Regions from separate parts of the Triticum aestivum genome. Here region 2 is linked to region 1. A link is a contact called in public Hi-C data. All regions are on one chromosome and are shown on one strand. Each heading gives the region's core, a stretch centred on a gene start, on an enhancer-like site or on the middle of the called end of the contact. The rest is flanking DNA. Distances are from core to core; before and after follow the strand shown.

Region 1 (4,396 bases), core at 49-2,548:
AGTATGTGTGTGGTACATACAAGGATAAATAATCTCTGCAAATTAGATGTAGATAACCGCAGAGCATTCTTACCTCAGCATGTGTCAATTTCCACCTGGAGCAATTATTTTTAGGATTTGCCACCTCAGAACCCCATCTACCACATTTTCTTAGCAGCGTAGATGTGTATACACAGTTCTCCACCTTCTCATATGAAGAAATCAACGAAATATCACCACATGAAACCAGCTGCACAAAAGAAGGAACATTACAACATATATGAGATTAGCACACCATTCTACTCACATGGTAAATGCACAAGGAAAACAATGCTTGTACCACAGCAATGAATCGGCAAGCCGAGAAACCAAAAGGAACGATCATTAGCCTTTAGTCTTTACATAGAAGTTACTTATGTAAGCTTGGCAAATAAAGTAGGCAGCTCTTTTCCCCTTGCAAGATTATAATATCCAGCCAGCGAAGCTTCTATTCACAGCAATCTAATCTGAGAGAACTAACTTTCAAGATAAGGTCAACGAGCATACACCCATCCAAAAGATTGATGCACCTATACTACACGGCACATGAGTGGGATTGCCACAAGATGCGGAAAGGCTACACGTCGCGCGCATTATACTTCACATATCTTATCTTAGAAATCGATACACTTAGTATACTCCATACAAAATGCGACTGAATTTACTGCCCCACCAAATGGCGGCTCAATTTCGGCAGGCACGAGACTTGAGAACAGAACACTTGTTGGACTTGTTAGATCAATTTCATTGCAATTGCGATCGAGAACAGGTAAAATGCATAAGCAATCGCAAAACGTACGCCGGTAATCTTGACGAGCTGGCCGTCGGCGGCGGCGCGGAGGCTGGAGGCCGGGAGCCCGTCGACGAACCGCCGCAGCACGCGGCCGGAAGCCGCGGCCGCGGCATTCCACAGGAGGAACGCGGACACGGCCGCCGAGAGCACCAGCGCGAGCACGAGCAGCACGGGGCTGCGCACGACGGCGAGGACGAGGACGCCGAGCCCGATCCCCACCGCGAGCAGCGCCGCGACCGCCAAGGCCGCCGGCCTCGGGAACGGCGCGGGCACGGGGCGCCCCGCGTCCCCGGCGGTGGCGCAGAGGTCGTTCAGGGCGGCCGCGTTCGCGCCGGCCTCGGCGTCGGCGGTGGCGCCGCGCCGCTTGCCGTCTTCCCCTCCCGGAAGCATATCTGTCAGCCGCTCGGCTCCCTCCGTTGGCTGCGTGCTCCTACTGTGGTCACTGTTTTGCTCCCTGCCTTTTGACCTTTCCGTCCCCTGCTCTTTCCCCGGTGGTGGGCTTGGCCCTGGTTCTGGCGTGCGGTTTAAGGAAAAGAGGAACCAGCGCGGCGCGCATCTTTACGATGACAGGTGGGGACACGCACACCTCAGTCCCACCTACCAGTCATCGGTACATGCGGTACATTAGAGACGGGCCATGGGGTGATGGTATAGGACTAGAAGATGACGTGTGGGCCCGAATATTGCTCGGCCGCTATGTCAGCGAAGGGTGTAGTGCGGTGCAGTGTGGCTACAGAACTGAGACCACGCTATCAGACTTGGCGTGCTCACTAGTCACATGAGTGTGCTCACTGGACTGAGTGACTGACAGTGAAGCAGTTGGCACCGTACGCTGCCACAATGCGATGATACAGGCATATCAGCTCTCTGACGCGTGGGCCCAGAAGCAGAAGCCTTTTTTATTTTTGCGAAATCCAGAAGCAGAAGCCTGTGGTCACGTATACATATATCTAGGATAATCGCTCTCAGCATATATGGTATTGTACTAATTGCCAGCGGTTGATGACGTGGGAGGGGCTAAGCAGAGGAATTAAGGAACTGTCACAGCTTTTCGTGAGCTCATTATTTAACTCCGTCCAACTCCGACCGATGGGCCCTTGAAGTCACAGGTCTAATCTTTCTGATTCTTTCGAGTTTTTAATTCACGCTTGTCCCTAGGCAGACGGCGACAGAAGAGACACACACCGCAGCAACATGCAGCAGCCGTAAGCGTATTGCTACGGTGATCTGCTCTGCTGCATATTCTGAATCTCTGATCTATTGTACCAGTACACTATACGCCGTACCAGCGGTCAACGCTACAGTAGAGTAGTATACTCCTGTACTCTCACAGACCGTACTTTACAGTATACGATATGCTTTTTTATTATAAAATGGACGGAATCACGCGAGCCTTGGAAAGACCTGGAGATGGGTTGTATTCCTTTCGTCCAGATTTATTGGCCCCTTCTATTTTAATTGTATAAATTTTAGCTATAAATATGAATTGTACTCTTTCCATCCAGAATTACTTGTCGCAGAAACTCCTGCGACAAGCAATTCTGGACGGAGGCAGTATGTCACAAAAGTTATATCCTCGAATGACTCTTTTGAATACAAATCCAATGTCATACTTTCTGTAACATATCCCATATTTTGTTAGCTATGTTGATAGTTTGGCCAAAAATATGAAGGATCCCAATAAATCTGAACGTAGTCAATACTTTTTTCGTCCGGAAATACTTGTCGAATAAATTATTTCTCCGACTAGTATTTGCGGACGGAGGGAATACAAAATTTGATAAGGTTTACATGCAGGGATGGAGCCAAGGAAGACTGTATGACAAGGAGGTGTGGCAAATTATCGTTGCACCAATGTTTGGGAGGGCCTAAACCATTAAAACACAATTTGTTTTCTGTTCTTAAAACGTCATATTAGTATCTCTAAAAATGCTATTGTATATGTGCATACGCTTTCTCTTTCCTCCTCCACAAGAAAAGATCTTCCTCCTCCTCCCGTCGGTGCCGCCATCGGTCCACCACATATTCGATGGCCTTTGGGTCATGTAGGTGCGGAGGACCTCGGCCCCCGCCGGCGGGAGGGACCCGTTCTCGTTATTGTTAGGTTTGGCGTCTTGGTTGGGGTTGTGTCGCAGCGCGTGTCCCTTAGTAGGAATAATGTCTCCCACATTTTATCTCCGTTCCGATGGTGTGTTTAGCTTCGTCGGAGGGCGTGTGGAGGTGTGTCTCCGCCGGATCTCGTGGGATTCAGTCGGTGCTGGTCTTCGCTGGATCCATTTGGATCCGGTCTTCGTTCGTCTTTGTTTGGGTGTTTTCAGGTTTGATCCTTCCGATCTGCAGCTTGCTGGTTTGTTGCTTTATTTATAAAGCGGGGCGAAAGCCTATTTCGAGAATGGTTGTTGCTCTAGTGCGCTAGTCCTATGGGGCCTTAGCACGACGACTTCCCGACTGTCTACTACAGAAGGTTTGTTTGGCTTCGACGAGGGAGGGCGATGACGGCGGCGCGCTTTCAGCTCGCTCTAGTGCTTGTAGTCGTCGCTACATGGTCCATGGACCTCGTTGTAATTTTTCTTATTTCTGATATTCGTTGTGCTGCCATGATTGAATATGAACAGATTGGAAGTTTCTCGCAAAAAAATTATTGTATAAATATTGGCCTGGCCAGGATCCAGATCGCCTCCCCAAGTGTGCCACACTTTGTCAGGCCACAAGTTAGACAAGTTTAACTGAGTTTGCCTTTGCAGCCACACTTATGGCAAGATTTCTTTCATACAAATCGGACCCTAAATGTCATTGAATCGAAAAATTATGATAAGATCATCTCGGGTGTTGCAAAGAGTGACACCAATTTTGATTGTCTCACCTTAGACATATGTGGCAAATAATTATGGCAGATGCTAACAAATTCCGTATATGAACCAAACATGCCCTTGCATTGTAACCATGCGCCCAACATGGCCAAGTGTAACCAAAACCTAGGGGTGGAAAAGTAGGTGGTTTATTTTCTAAAATTCAAACATGTCTATCTTATTAGGTTCTTTTTGACTAGCCTCGAGGGTGGATAGAAGAGATATGGATTTTTCTAAAATCTAATTTTGTTTGTCTTAATTTCATGTGAATGAATTATCATCTTAAATTAAAGGAAGTAACATTTCACCTACATACCGTCGATTAGAGTAGGCCTTTAGACTTTTTTTTCTTTCATTTAGATTTCATTTTATTTTGCAAGAAAAAAATAAAATGGGAAAGTGGCACAATAAGTATTCACAAAGATATATGGTAAAAAAACTAACAATCTTAATTTGGGTCATGAAGGTTATAGCCGGATTGTGCGATTGTTCCTCAAAAGCTAGAATCAAGTGAGTGTATGTGAGCGACTTCGACTGTACTGTGTTAAAAAAAGCTAGAATCAATAAATTTTCTAATTTTCCATTTTTTCTCTTTTATTTTCTATCTTTTCTTTTTCCTATTTTTTTATTCATATTCTTTTCTAGTCTTCATACATGATTCATTTACTTCTTTGTATTATATATTTCTTTTCTTTCCATTTTTTCATTTTATCCTATTTTATTTTCCTCACCTCTT
Region 2 (4,269 bases), core at 716-3,215, 190 kb before region 1:
GCTGAAGGTGGATCTTCGGACGACCGTGGATCAGCTTGATATATCTAGGTGCTCTAGGTCATATATGGCATATGCTGCTTTTATTCTTTTGTTCTACTATATTTAAGACAGTGTTGTTTCTACTAAATGAAATCGGAGGGAGAGCCATCTTTATATAAAGAAAAAAAAACTAGCAAATTTTAGCAACAGTTATCTCACAACCATCAGATATGCTCTCAACAAGATAACAGTTTAACTTCGGTTCCATCTGAGCATCCTTCCAGTCGATTCCAAGCAGAAAAAAAGGCAATCGGCGCTGTCCCGAATGATAGCACCAAAACAGGATTTAGCGTTAAAAGGATCAAACCAGCATCAACGTTATTGTAAACCAAATCCATTAGAGGAGTGTGCCAACGAGAAAGAGGATTCTTCACCTGCAGCTGGTAAAGGAGACCCTGGATATAGTACTAGTGCAACATCAGATAAAAGCACTCTGCTAATCACAATGGCATACAAAATCCATGCACATATACACGTACGACTGGTAAAATGTGTTGTGCTCTTTTCAATTATAAAAATAGACTACTCCCTCCGTTCACTTTTATAAGACGTTTTGGACAGATGACATTGCACTATTCTGTGGGCTGTCTGAATTGTCTAGACATCTTATAAAAGTGAACAGAGAGAATACAGCAGTTACACTCGTACGTGTTTGTACCATGCAACACATTTTACTTACCTTTTGCAAATCTTTTTCTTCCCTTCTAAATGAAGCTCAGTAGTAAGTACTCCCTTCACTTTGGGACGAAGGAAGTATCATTTTGCAAAAAAAAAGGTACAGATCATAAAGCAATTGTATCCCAGTGGCTATTGTGGTTAGTTGCAAGTTCAAACCAGCCATTTAGACCTTATTTAGTTGCTCCGTGATCAGCATTCTTTTCTTCTAGGAAAAACATAACCACTTGTTAATAATTTACTAGTAGTAGTACATCAAAATATTTCACCTAGAATCCCAAACGTACCAACAGAAGATCCACATTTTCTGTAACAAATACTACACCATCAATTGGAGTGACGTGGGCAGCGAAAGAAACCTCCAAAGGAGCGTCCTTTTTCACAGGTCGAGGAAGCCGGTGGTGCGCCACACGGCGTTGCGCATGCGCCGGAGGTCGCGCCCCTTCAGCGTCCGCCCAGCGCCCTCCATCACCGACGCCGCCGCCGCGGCCCGGCGCGCGGCCATCTCATGCGGCGGCACCATGAGTTCGTCGTCCTCCAACTCTTCCTCCTCGTCAGCGGCCTCTTGCTCCGCCTCCCGGCGTCGCCTGTCCGCCGTCGCCTTGGACCAGGCGGGCACGGCCACCGGCGCAGACTGGTGGTACGGCTGCGAGCGCGGCTGCTTCTCCCGTCGGGCCGCGGCCGGGATGGCCGCGCTGGGCGAGTGGTTGTCCTCGTCGGCGATGAGCGACGACAGGCCGGCGCCGCCGGACGGGAACGCGCGGGAGGAGAGGGGCCAGCGGTGGCTTCCCCCGGACGGGGACGGCGTGGGCGAGGGCGACGAGGCGGTGGAGGCCGAGGAGAAGGAGGGGGACGACGACCAGACTACGTCGCGCTCGTCGAGCTCGAGCTCCTGGTCGGCAGCGCCGGCGTCATCCGGCTGCTTAATGAAGCCGAGGAAGCGCAGCGACGGGGACACGGTGGAGGCGCCGCGGTCGCGCATGGACATCGGCCCGCTGCGCGCCGTGCTCGTGCTCGATCGAAGCGTGGGTGCGTGCGTGCGGTGGCCGGCCAGTGGCCACTGACCAGCGAGCAGTGTGTTTCAGCGCTGGGACGCCATGCGCGCGCCCCTATTATTGGCGCGCGGCGCGCTCTACTGGTGGTGGTGGCGATCGGCTTCCGGTGCGGGGAGTGAATTATTGGGGCAATGATGATGGCTACGAGGGGGAGGGGCTGCCCTGCCCAGGTGTCGGGGGCTTCCTATGATCGTGTCGTGTGTGTGCCGTGTGTGCCGTGCGAGCGAGAGGGTCTGTGGTGCTCGTGCAACGGTGGCGCTGCGCCTGAAACCGGAGATTTGGCGCGGCCTGGGCCAGAAATCCGGAATCCTTTCTCGCCGGGTCGCTGCCGATCAAAAAGAAGCGACCGCGACCGCTACAGGATACGACATTTCCCATCTGTATATACAGTCGATACAGCAACCGACACGTCATCGGCGGCCACACAGTTAACAAAATGATAGAGGATCGGGCCGCGAGTAAACAACTGGATCTCTTGGGCTCGGGTTTTGGCCGTGTACACTCCGGTTTATTTGTTGTATATCCGATCCCGGGCTACGTCCATGTCTACATGCGTACGCACGAATCGCGGCAGCAATTGACAGGGCACCTACCGGTCGCCATCCCGCCATCACCCGTCCTCCATTGCGGGCAAGGCGAGATGGATGAGAAGGAAAAAAGAGACGTCACGCTCTCACAGTCTCACCTGATAAGAAAATGGTCTGGGCCAGGGGTTCCGTTTCCCTGTCGCAAGTTTGGAGCATACGGAATTGTGTGGAGGTGTATAGCTTACGCTGGCAGTTAAGTGCGTACGTAAGTACAATGCTTGTTTTGCCCTAACGCTGTGCCGTCAGATAATAATCCTATTAAACGTTGCGTTGATGAAAAGTTACTGACGTTCCACAAGAAAATTATGCGGTGTCCTACTTTGGCCGGATGTTTAATGTGGAGCCTAGTCTAAATCCAAGGCTGATAAGGTAGACTAGTCAGGAAAAATGAGCATTTGGCCTTATCAAGTAGGAGTACGTATCAGCTCACATACTATATTCTACCTCAACCTTACATACCGTAGGGGTGTGTTCGGTATTCTGACCTCTCAGCCAGGCTGGTAACGGTCAAATCGACCATTTTCACTTGGCCAGGCTCTCCACGGGCAGAGAAGGGAAACGCGACGTGAAGCTCGTGTGAGCTGGGAGATGGCACAAGCTCACGTGCTTCTTCGAAAAATCGGCGGGGCCAATATTCGGTCACCTCTCGTTGATTGCCTTGCCTATTTAGCCCTCTTTGCCTCACGACCTGAACTCCCGCCACCCCCAGCCTCTTCAATTTGTCCATGTCAAAAAGATTCTTCACCGATGAGCAGGTAAGTGTGTCGCCTTCTTCTTCGTCCGACGATGGTTGACGGTGGCGGTGAGGATGTTCCCAGGAGGCGGGTACTTCAACATTCTTTATTGGAGTAATGAGGACCATGCTTGATACGTGGTGGATTACATGCACTAGTCCACTAACTAAGAAAATAATCCTCGTACTCGTATTTCAAACTTTCATGTGGACTAAACATGGTGAGACCAAGATACATATCCTAGTACTCATATTTCAAAAAGAATGTGTGCATCCTTGGTTCGTGCACAGGGTGGAAGAAGTGAAATTATCTCCCAATTTTGCATGAGTGAACATGTGAAAAAGGCTCTTGTGTCGCTCCTATTGTGCGGCTTGGGTGGGAACCCTGGCAACCGCCAACTACCCATCTCCTCTCCGCCTCCCCTCGTTGTCGTAGGGGGCGTGAGTTTCCCCTCACGCTACCTTGCTCGGGTGCACGCGCCCCTGTGAAGGATGGCACGATGGTCGGCCTCAAACGGTGCTCCATCATATGCAGTGGTTTGTTATGGCGACCCAGTGCCTAGGTAGCGTTGTATGCGGCGGCGCCTGGTCGGCTATGACCTTCCCTTCCGACAGCAAGGAACACCCTTGTGTGTTGCTCCAACGCACCACGGGCGATCGATTCAGGTGGTTGCAGCCTCGGGCTCACTATGGGGGCCAAATAGGGCTCGACCCAAATCTACCTCACCATGGTGCAGGGCTTGTGAGGTTTATCCAGGTGAAAGCCTTTGTTTCTAGTCGTGGCCACAGCTGGCGACGACGACACTCTTGAGCATTGTTCCCTTCTTGATGGCATCATTAAGGTGATCCTCTCCATCCTCCACCTTTGTAGCTTCGGAGGAAACCCTAAATTTGTGTGATCGGATGATGGTGACAGCTTTGTGTCGTCTACACTAGTAGAAAACAGGAATTTGGTCCAGATCTGGCCAGCCCATTAGTCCCGGTTCAGTCACGAACCGGGACCCATGGGGGCATAGGTCCCGGTTCGTGAGGCCAGGGACCGGCCGAGCCTCGTGGGGCATTGATCCCGGTTCCACACACGAACCGGGACCAATGGGCCTCCTCCTGGCCCACAATCATTGGTCCCGGTTCGTGGCTGGAACCGGGACCAAAGGGGGTCCTTTAGTACCGGTTCCAGCCA

Evidence for each region. Hi-C and Micro-C count contacts between places; a contact is called where the count stands out from the background.
Region 2: a contact with region 1 is called in a Hi-C map of leaf, with 4 times the contacts expected there. The contact joins the promoter of LOC123054060 here to the promoter of LOC123054059 in region 1. A contact is called at or near these places in 2 of 5 Hi-C or Micro-C datasets (both in leaf).

The regions. Positions count from the first base shown.
Region 1 is chr2D:494,875,864-494,880,259 of IWGSC CS RefSeq v2.1, reverse strand. LOC123054059 reads right to left here and starts at 1,298. Exons shown (of 4, transcript XM_044477723.1): 1 at 818-1,298; 2 at 74-229. The coding sequence starts at 1,201.
Region 2 is chr2D:495,063,308-495,067,576 of IWGSC CS RefSeq v2.1, reverse strand. LOC123054060 reads right to left here and starts at 1,965. Exons shown (of 1, transcript XM_044477724.1): 1 at 825-1,965. The coding sequence starts at 1,702. The coding sequence ends at 1,094.